Linked DNA regions of Macaca mulatta: region 2 is linked to region 1. The links are chromatin contacts, called in public Hi-C maps. All regions are on one chromosome and are shown on one strand. Each heading gives the region's core, a stretch centred on a gene start, on an enhancer-like site or on the middle of the called end of the contact. The rest is flanking DNA. Distances are from core to core; before and after follow the strand shown.

The links. Hi-C and Micro-C count contacts between places; a contact is called where the count stands out from the background.
Region 2: a contact with region 1 is called in a Hi-C map of liver, with 4 times the contacts expected there. The contact joins the promoter of LPP here to the promoter of TPRG1 in region 1. A contact is called at or near these places in 2 of 14 Hi-C or Micro-C datasets (fetal cortex germinal zone and liver).

The regions. Positions count from the first base shown.
Region 1 is chr2:9,687,264-9,692,734 of T2T-MMU8v2.0, forward strand. It overlaps TPRG1 (tumor protein p63 regulated 1), which reads right to left and starts at 2,323. Exons shown (of 12, transcript XM_077991227.1): 1 at 1,926-2,323. It overlaps LOC144338983 (a long non-coding RNA gene), which reads left to right and starts at 1,338. Exons shown (of 3, transcript XR_013413501.1): 1 at 1,338-2,071.
Region 2 is chr2:10,487,351-10,492,821 of T2T-MMU8v2.0, forward strand. LPP (LIM domain containing preferred translocation partner in lipoma) reads right to left here and starts at 2,702. Exons shown (of 12, transcript XM_015132425.3): 1 at 2,095-2,702. It overlaps LOC144338990 (a long non-coding RNA gene), which reads left to right and starts at 1,607. Exons shown (of 2, transcript XR_013413511.1): 1 at 1,607-2,800.

The DNA of each region.
Region 1 (5,471 bases), core at 1,073-3,572:
CTAATTTCCTAGACGGCACCGGGGTGAGCTATCCTCCTGTCATCAGCGTGGCTGCACAAATCTCCATTCTCCTAATCCTGGACTTTTGTTGAGACTGCTCAGACCGACATCTCGTTTGGCTGCTGCTAGTCTTAGCAGGTTGACTGTCTTCCCTCCAACAAGGAAGGGAGTCTCATTTGAGGAACTGCACAACCTCTTCTGGTTTCTGTACCGGTCACTTTCTCTCTCTAGCCACTGGAGAAGTGGGTTGGAACATTAGGGGAAGTGTCTGTTTGGCAACCTCACAGGGCTAGAAAACTTGAAGAGGGTGGATTTTAGGGGCTACCCCCTTAAGAACATTCAAACGTTTGAATCTTTCTGCTGAGATCACTTATATTCCTATTTTCCAGGAGTACACACAAGGCCAGAGGCACTTTGGACCTCAGGGCTTTCAGAGGGATGAAAGACAAGGCGGTCAGGGAAAGAGTTTCTCATTTGGCCTGTTTTGTGATGTATGTCAGGAAGGTGTTATTGTGGTGAACAATTAAGAAGAAGGGAATTTAAAAGCAGAGAAATGAGTGACTCACCCAAGGTCACATAGCAAGTGACAGAGCTGCGAGCAACTTGAATGCAAATCTCCTGGAGCCAAGCCATGTATTCATGCACCTACCTCAAAGCCTGCTCTCAGAAAGAAGTGGAAGAGGGAAAGGAAGAAGAGAGAAAGAAGAAAGAGGAGGGGGAGGAATAAGAGGGAGAGAAGCAGAGGAGGAGAGAGACTGCAGAGCCCGTGACTGTAGGTGAAGGGCCTGGGACCTTCTCCTTTCACCCCTGCTCACCCCGACTCCCTTAACTCCTCCTGGACCCAAGAAAATGGGTCCAAGTCTGTGCGGTAGGGAAGGGCTGCTGGGTAACTTCTTTACTGAGGCGCAAGCATGGCCCTGCGGGGTTGCTGAGCCTTTCAAAGGCCACTTGTAAACTCTGATGCGGCGCAGAAGCTGGCCCGGAGGGGCTGGGGCCCGGGCCAGGAGGAGAGGACGGGCCTGCCTTTGGTGCCTAGAAATCAAAGCAGCCAACCTTGGGCTTTTTCTTCCCCCTCACACTGAGGCACTTTTATTGGCGAGATGAAGGGAGGCAGAGCGGGCCTTACAGTCCTCGCTTTGCTTTTGGAGGTTAATGACCCAGTTAGCAGCTCTTGGCTGCGTTTCCGACATTTTGCAGACATCAAGCCCCGCGTCTCTGCCAAGTACATTCTGTTCCCTGGAGCACATCCAGTGCATCTCAGATTACTATGTAATGCGACAAAGAGGGAGAGGTGGCTGGGAGGGGCATCGGGGAGCGGGGCGGGGAGGGGAGAGGGCGGGATGCAGGAGCGTGCGGGGAGGAGAGGAGGATGCCACTCTAAATATAGCTGCCCTCCTGGAATGCGTCTTTCAAGGTGCTTATTTACTGCACAAGAGTGATCCCAAAGTGAGGGTACGATTGGGCCCTGTCGTCCAGGAATCCTGGAGCGCCGAGAGCGAAGCCCAGGACCAGGGCGAGGACAGAGAGTGGGGGTGGGGAGGAGGCTGCAGGAGGCTCCTGGCTGGGAAGGGCGGGGAAGGTGGAATTCGAAGGGGGCGGGGCTAGGAGGTGGTGGCCCCGCCCACAAGGCCGCCGCCCCGCTTTGCAGCTCCAGCCTGAGCTGCAGCCTGCGCGCTAATTATAGACGTGAATGGAAAGCGGCCGCTTTTGAATGATCGCGTTGCTGGAGCTGCCGTTGGAAGCTTAGAAGCAGGTGCTACCGTGCTAGATACAAAGCGATCTATTTAAAAGTCCTGTGTCACGCACGCACCCTTACTGACGAATCCTCTGGCTCTCTCCTACCACCGCCCGGTGGCGGATTCCGGAATTGGTTCAAAAGGCCTTGATCCCGAAGACCCAGGACAGAGACAGAGGACATTTCCTACCTCTTTCGCCTGCATCCTTAGAAAACTCCCGAGGATGAGAAGATCCCCAGACCTTTACAAGCTGTTGTTTTACAAACGGAGAAACTGAGGCAGGGAGAGGCGCTGGATGTGCACCAAAGCACGTGGTGCGTCAGTGCACAGCTGAGGTAAAGTTCTGGTCTCCTGACAGCCTCTCCATTTGCCTTACCGGATTGGAACTTAAAGCAAGTCTCACTTTAACGCTGTTAATTTCCAGGCACGGATCTTTAGCCAATGAGCATCCTCCTCCTTTCCTGGTTCAGCGCCTACTCCCTCCAGTCGCCACCCCCACCCCACTCCCACAAGGAAAACTTGCTAATGCTGGCTGATTCTCATTGCTAGGTTTACTAGTTCAGGCCTGGAAACTGGGTAACCTCAATAACTATGACCATTTCAGTATGTGTGAGTCAATCTGATGTGCCCTCCGTCAGCATAATCCTGTCACGAGGAAAGACGCAGGGGGCAAAACCTAGACGTTTCTTTCGCATCAGCATGTTGGCTGCACCTAGTGCTCACAGCCAAGAGTGTTAAAGCACATGATGACCTAATCCAGTTCATACGAGTACAGTGAAAATCCTTATGCCCATTTTATGGAATCCCTGCAGAAATGGAGTTTTGGAGGGAGGAAGTGACTTGCTCACAGTCATCTGCTGATGAGTGGTCTACTTGGGAACCAAAACCAAGTTCTCCACTCTCGATGTGGGCTATGTCCAGTATTCATGCTTTGGCCTGCAAGGGGGAGAAGAAATCCACTTAGTAATAGAGAGGGATAACTCTCCAGTCCCTCGGACACCTGGCGTGTCCTGAGTATCTCCACTCTGACCATTGGCCTTTTCTCCCTGCGGGTCTGGGGCCACTCCCACGCTAATCCATGGCATTAAACTGGGCATGGAGAGCTGCTGTCTTCTCTAGAAACCGAAATCTTCAAGTCCAGTATCTACATCCATTACCACCTGGACCCATCTATGTCTCCTTACCTTTGCTGACTGCTTTGGACTTAACTCTGCCTGTGTCTCTCTTGGCTATTCCTGTAACCTCAAGATCTCCACCAGGGCAGATGGATAAAGAGGCAGCATCCAGTAACATGCTGAAAAAAGAAGGGAGAGGGAATAGGTGTGGATGATAGAATATTTTAGTTGTTTTTTATTTACTTCTTGAAAGCAGAAACTGTATCTTAGTCTTTGTAAGTCCTCCTTCTTCCCAACATATACAAGGTCCAGCCCAATGCACCGAGCATAGCAGACACCCAGAAATGTTAAAGAATCATAAAACTTTCACATGGCTGTGGAAAATTGTATATAGCTAGGTTGGTCATAGTCATGTTTCTCTGATAACATAGATAGGTAGCTTAGAGCATGGACTTTGTGCCTACAAGCCCATGTTTTGCATGAACTAGTTATACAATACTGACAAATTACTTAAGTTTTCTAGGTCTCAGTTTTCTCATCTGTAAAATGGGCATAAGTGTACCTCAAAGAAGCAGTGCTGAGCAGTACTGGTAGTGCTGAGCCAGGAAAAAAGAAAAATGTTCATATGTGGTTTTTTTCTACAATCGGGCTACTTAATTTGGAATCTGAATTCAACTATGAGCCTAGCACAATGACTAGTGTCAGCACTCAGTAGTTCTTCTCACACAGCGTTGTTCTAGGAATTAAGTTGGATAATATATATGAACACTCCTTGTACAGCGATATAAGATTGTTCACATACTTTATTATTAATAAAGTTGCCCCAGGTTACACAGCTAACATATAGTGGCCCTGGGATTTAAATCCAGATATGCTCCTGTCTCTGTCCTAGGTCTCCAGGCTCAAGTGCATAACAATAGTCATCATTACTGAGCACTGATTCAATAATATCGTTGTGCGTTAACTGTGCCTGCTTCTATGTGACATGCAGAAAAAATAGACATGCCATTAGGTTGGAAATAAGTAGGTAAGGGCCTAGGACAGATACACAAGTAACTATGTAATACCAGTCAGTGGATGATGAGTGCTCTGATTAGCACAATAAACCAAATGCCATGGGCACCAGGGAAGAACAAGCAGATACTCCCCGAGGTGGGGAGAAGAGTTCAGGATGGCTGCAGTGAGGGTAAAGGAGCATGAACAGACCCTGGAAGAACTGGTAGCATTTGGACAAGTGGGGGTAGAGGTGAGGGAAGTTCCTGATAAAGGGATCAGCAAGAGCAAAGACCCAAACGCAGGAAAAGAGAGGGAGGATTTAGAGAACATAAGCTTGCCAGCATTCAGAGAACATAGTGCCGGCAGAGAGTGAGCAGGGCAGAATGAGAAAGCACACCGGGAGCTCAGCAAGGAGACCAGGTGTCCCAGGGAACCAGGGAGAGCTCAGCAGGGCCAGGTGAGTCTCTCTGATGACATGGAGCGCAGCTGTGCTACACTCTCAGGATGATGATGAGTGGAGAAATTTCGCTCTGGGGCCAGATTTTAGGCAGCAGAAGCAAGGGTAGTTTCATAGCTCCTTTGTAGTGCCTCCTAGATCTTGTAATTGTGTATTTACTTGTGTTTCATCTTTTACATTGGCCTATAAACTCCATGAGAGATGGGAACAGGAGCCTTTCCTTTCTTACTTGCCCCAGGGCTTACCACAGTGACATCCATAGTAGGAGCTCGATAAAGACTAGATGAGCAAGTGAATGCTTCTTTGATCCCAAGGCCAAGAGGACCACCAAAGTAATCCAAATGTGGACAAAGGTTTTTCCAAGAAGGTTGTTCCCACCTTTAACTTCAGTAAACAGGTACCCCGGGAGGTGTAAAAGAGTTTAAAATTCACTGAGCAGGAGTGCAGGACTTCTTTCGTGATCCCTCAAATCTATGTACTATAGTTTTAGAAAATGAAATCAGAAAGAACTGGGGAGAAAAGAAAAAAAAAAGAAACCTTGAGCTGAAATAAAACCCTTCCAGTAACTCTCTATCTCTTACTTATATTAACTACCCATCTTCTGGTTTTAGTCTTCCCTCTCTAAAAAAAAGAAAGAAGGATGAAAGGGAAGGGAGAGAGAAGAAAAGAAACTTGCCCAAGAAAGCTATGAGTTTAGGCAACTGATTTTGTTGTCTTCTAAAGCCTTCTATGGCCTGGATCCCTTCCCAGCTCAAGTTGGGAAACAGAAAAGAAATCCAATTGGTTTCCGTTGTTAAGGGTTTGGGACAAACCGCTGATAGAAGCTGTGCCAACTGTCCTATCCTGGCCTTCTTTGAAATAGGAATGTCATTGCCTTTTGTCCTTCCACTTGGAAAGGCAATTTAGTGCTATGTTTTTTGAACAGGGGCATAGGATTCCAGGGGTGGAACAAACAGAACCTAGAGGTTACCTAATTCCACCCCTTCATGTTATAAAAGAGAAAACTGAGGAAAAAGAGAGGAAATGACTTGTTGATGACTGCCCATCACATAAGTGATAGAGAAAGGCAGAAAGGGATGAAGGCTTCTAATTTTAATGTTAGTGCTCTTTCCATACATGATGACAACTTCTTTAAGAAAGAACTCATATTTCTCTGAAAAGAGGGTC
Region 2 (5,471 bases), core at 1,452-3,951, 800 kb after region 1:
TAGGCTTTCTTAAAATGCACATGTGCAGGGAAAGGTAAGCCATTAAGTCATTAACACCTTAGTGAGAGTGAATTTTACAGGAAAGGCAAGACATTTAGAAAAAGGGGAAGGAATAGAAACAGAAAGGGGACTGAAAACACAGGCAAGTGAGTTTCGTACTAGTAAAAGTCCCAGAGAAGACCCTGAGTTCTCGCTGGTTGTTTTGTGTTGGGGGAGGGAAAGCAGTGGATCCCTTCTAAGGGAAAGGAAGCGGGAGAGATTGCTCAGTTCTCCTAGGACTCTGAGGTTCCAGAGGCTCTGCCCCGTCCAAGCACCCAGGCACAATTCCACTGATTAGCTCATCTCATGTCACAACCTCCCCCATCCCCAACTCCTTGCCTCCAACTAAAGAATATTTATACTTTCATCTCCATTTCCCACACTACTTAGTCTCCTCTGGCCCACAGTCCCTCGAAGCGATGTCTTCCTCCAAGCCGCTAGCTGGCTTCAGGAAACTCCTCATCCTTCAAAAGCCCCATTAAGTGCAGGACTCTCCAAAGGGCCGTCCCAGGGACCAGAAAATCAAACTCCTTCCCTGCAACTTCCTTTAACTTTGTCCATGCCTTTCCTCCAGCACTTAGCACTTTCTACCCTAGGCCAGGTTTGCCTCCCAGGTTCCACAAAGTTCCTGGAGGGCAACGTCCAACACACCCAGCGCAGTGTCTGCCACACACAGGGTGCTAGAGAAATGCTTAGAGAAGGGAACTGAAGTCCGGAGTCAACTATTTGAATTACGGTTTGGCCTCTACTAAATAACTTCCGGGCGACCCTCCTTCTCTCTGGGCCTCAGCTGCCCCAACTGTAAAATGGGAGGACTTGGAGGAGTGGGTCTAGGCCCTTTCCGCTGTGACAACTGTGATTCCGCGAAAGCTCTAAGCGGATGGGCGTGGCCCCGCCCCCTGGGCGCCCAGAAAAGTCCGGGCAGGGGGCGCGCAAGGCTCCAACCCCGCCTAGCCTGGGGTCGACGCTTTCGGAAAAACTCTGGGTCCCCCTCCCCCATGGCGTGCACCCCGTGATTGGGCCGCGGCCGGCACTTCCGCACAGCGGGCCAGGCCAGAGCACGGCGCGCGCCCCGCGCTCCTGCCACCCCGGAGGCGCTCGCGCCGGGGGAGGGCTGGGGGTTCCCGAGGCGCCCGCGGGCGGAGGGTGAGGGGAAGGAAGGATTTGCAACAATACCTCAGGGAGGAGGCAGCCGGGGCAGCGGCGGCGGCGGCGGCGGCAGCGGCGGCGGCTGGAGGCGGAGGCAGAGACAGAGGAGGAGGTGCCCGGGCACTCCCCCTCCCATTGTCCCCAGCCCCGGACAGGCCCTGCCCCGCGCCCCACACTGGCCTCCTCCAGCGCGCCGCCCGCGCCCCGCGCCCCGCGCCCCGCGCCCCGGGCCGTGCAGCCAGCCCTTACCTTGCAGCGCCCGGCTGTCCCCCGATCGCTAAAGCTACTTATCCCGGGAAAGCTCGCGCGGGACCCGGGAACGAACCCACAGACAAAAAGTGAAACTTCGGCAGGGCTGGAGCGGCTGCTGGTTGGTGCCTTTCCCCCTCCTTCCTCCCCACCGTCCCCACCCCCTCCCCGTGGTCTCCCGTGCGGTGCCCTGAGCGCTGGAGGCTGACGTCAGGGGCCTGAATTCCTGACTTTGCCTGCACGCATTTGTCCATGTAAGGTATGGGAAGGCGTGTGCCCGCGGAGCCGCCGCGCAGAGCTCGCCTGGCGGGGGAGGGGAAACCCGCAGCCGGCAGTGGCTTTGCCAAAAGGTGGGCGCACCGAGGGCATTGCATTTCCTGAGAGGAAGAGGAGGAGACGCGGGAATGCAGGGAGCTTGCAAAGGAGGAAGGGAAAGAGGGAGATGTGGAGACTTTACCCCTGCTAGAGGAAGAGGGAGGAGACGTAGGAGGAAGCGGCCGCGTCAGGGGCTCCTGGAAAATGGAAAAGCCTGCGTCTGCTATTAAGGCGTCAAATTAAGGCACTGAGCTTGAGTGGAAGAGATCCAGCCATGAAATCCCCTTCCAAGATTTTCCTCGTGAGCCCCGCCCTGGATTCCCAGCAAGACTGAAAACTTACAAGGTGTCAGAGCTGGCAAAGACCAACTTCCAACCCGTCCGCTTGGCACGTGAGGAAACTGAAGCTCTCCGAAGAGAAATGACTTGTACAGGGTCGTCACTCAACAGATCGAGGAGCAGGCCCAGGTGCTCTGCCTCCCACTTGGGTTGCCGCCTCCAGGAAGGGCCCTGCCTTCCTTTTAGCCCTGAGCCTTGAAGCAGGTTAGATGTCCGCAGGCTGCGCAGACCACCCAGTGATTTCTACTGCTCTTGGCCCAGAGCCAGTTCCTGGAAGGTCCTGGTTGACAGTGAGCCCTGAATATCAATGACAATCAGTTGCTCCAGGGCAACTTCCTCTGTTCTGTGCTCAAATATATGAATCCCTGGAGTTTAACGTTTACTTCTGAGCCCCGCCCAGAAAGCTTACTCTGTGCTTATAGCTTCAAAAAAGTCTGCGAACGGGATGAACTGGTTTGAATACAGACAATCCTGTTATTGGAAGGTTTGAGTTGGATTTTTTCCCCCCTCTGACATCTGTAAGGGTGAACGACGATGAGAACCACCACTTACTGTGTTAGGGGATTATGACGTGCAGCAGCCATTGCCTGGAAAGCACTCCATGCCCTGAGACTTCCTTTCCTTGTACTTCTCTCCTATTAATATCTAAAATCATCCCTCACGTTAGCATATAATGAAAGCAGTCTCTCACCCGGCTATTGCATCTTCAGGTGAGTTAGATAGGACAAAGCGTAGTCCCCCGCTTTACACTTCAGGCAAAAACTTAAGGAACGTTACTGGCCCAGCACCTGTCTTCCCCTCCTCCCATACGGGTCTCCTGACTAATCCCTTGATCTTTCCATACCTGGCCCTGACCTCTAGCAGGACATAATTCCATTCATAACTGTTGAGAGTACACCATGAACTACCGATTCATAAAAACTCCAAAAAGTGGGCCTTCTGAGGATGGATTTTAGTGGGATTCTTTTGACCAGGAATTAATAATGTAAAAACACACGTTATTGGATTTATTAAGCACCTTCCTTGTGCTTAATAAGTGTTTGAATTCAGACATTTCAGGGGTAAGACTACTTAACCTGTTCCTAACAACTATCTAATGTTCACATACAAAAATATGAACATGGTTGGGCGTGGTGGCTCACACCTGTAATTCCAGGACGCCGAGGCGGGCAAATCACCTGAGGTCAGGAGCTGGAGACCAGCCTGGCCAACATGGCAAAACCCTGTCTCTACTAAAAATACAAAAAATTAGCCGGGCGTGGTGGCGAGCGCCTGTAATCCCAGCTGCTCCGGAAGCTGAGGTAGGAGAATTGCTTGAACCTGGGAGGCAAAGGTTTTAGTGAGTCGAGATTGCGCCACTGCACTCCAGCCTGAGGGACAGAGCAAGACTCTGTCTTAAAAAAAAAAAAAAAAAAAAAAAAAAAAAAGAGAGAGAGAGAGAGATAAGGTCGAGAATAACCACTCATTCCACAGAATAATAAAGAATTTATCTCTTTGCAACTAACATAGTTTGAAATGGGAGATATGAGCTCTTAGAGAGATTTTTTTCTGGGGTTTTAAAAAGGTCAGATCCTATCAAAACACAGTTCACTCACTCAAACATTTCAGCATACTCACATTCTGAGTACTAGGGTTTACTATGAAAAGAATTCCAGTGTTACATGAAGTAAAAATGGATTATCTCAATTCTCATGGAATATAACGGGACTTGCCCAGCATTTCCTTTCTTTTTCCTTCAGTAACCCACTTATAAAGAATAATAGGGTCCTAATGAGGATTAAGATTTAATAAAGTATAATTAGAGTTGTTCATTTCTTCCATCATACACATTATAAGAGTACTGTGCTGGATCCAGAAACGCTACTAATTATGTTGAAAGTGCTGTATGGGTGTGTTGGGGAAGATCACTGTTTCTCCTCCTGAAATGTTTATGAATTGCTCAAGTGAGCGTGGTGAGCATGGTGTTAGCATGAACATCATATAAGATTAACTACAAAAGATAATTTTGACTCGTGAGGAACTTCCCAGGAATATAACCACCCAAGTCATAATCTGGATGCTTAGTGAACCACATACAGCGTTGTTGTCAGTGCTAACCCCACCAAAAGCCTCATTCCCATTGACTGTTCCGGTTTCTTTCGTACTCTTACTTTTCTCAACCCCCTGTTACGACTTTCTGTGTGCAGGGGCTTGCACGAAATGGGAAGGTTGTATAAATTTGCACTCAGTGGTAGAAAAATACTGGTTTACCAATTCAGAGACTAAAAAAAAGCACAGAACTTCAGGTGTAGTGTGGGGTCATTTGGTCCAAGGATAGCACACTGGTGGCCTAAAGGCTACCAGCAGCATTTTCATGGGTTCAGTAATGGCATAAAAGACTTTCAGGCAAGCTGGGCTTGGGTCCTGCCTTTCATCTGCATCCATTACAGTCCTGTACACATGGCCTTTGTGGAGCTCATGCCAGTCCTTATTTTGGAGTGCCCAGCAATATTTTAAGGAGTTTTCATATACAATTCACTTAACTCTCACAAGACCCTTCTTAGGTTGGCATTATTATTTTTTTATTTTATCCATAAAGAAACTAAAGCCCAGGGAGTTTAAGTACTAGCTCTGTGTTAAGAGCTGAGTAAGCTCTTTTTATTTTTATTTTATTATTATTATTATTATTATTATTATTATTATTATTGAAATGGAGTCTCGCTCTGTCGCCCAGGCTGGAGTGCAGTGGCACGATCTCTGCTCGCTGCAAGCTCCACCTCCTGGGTTCACGCCATTATCCTGCCTCAGCCTCCTGAGTAGCCCGGACTACAGGCGCCCACCATCAAGCCCGATTTTTTTTTTTTTTTTTTTTTTTTTTAAGTTTTTAAGTAGAGACGGAGTTTCACCATGTTAGCCAGGATGGTCTTGATCTCCTGACCTCGTGATCTGCCCTCGGCCTCCCAAAGTGCTGGAATTACAGGCGTGAGCCACCGCGCCCAGCCCTGAGCTGAGTAAGCTCTTACTCAGCTGAGGGTAGGTAAGCTAAAATTCCACGCTGATCCCTGGCAAGCTGGCACCTCGCTCACCCACTGTCGAGTGACCATCTGCTCTCAGTTTGAACACTCCAGCATAGGGAACTTATGATCTCCTACAGCTGACCAAGAGGAAAAGTTCTGAAGAGGCTACTAGAAAAGCAATAAGAATAAGAGGGCCATGGGTGATAGAAGGTAAATACCAATCTGCTGTTGCCTCTGAGAACCTAACACCCATCAGGCCAAATGCCTCTAGTATGGTTTGCACAGACCTTCATAATTTGGCACCTACTTGTTCCTTCAGCCTCATTTCTTCCAGGATTTTATGTGCCCCCACCCTCCACCCTGCTTCTAGTAGTTTTCCAAGCAC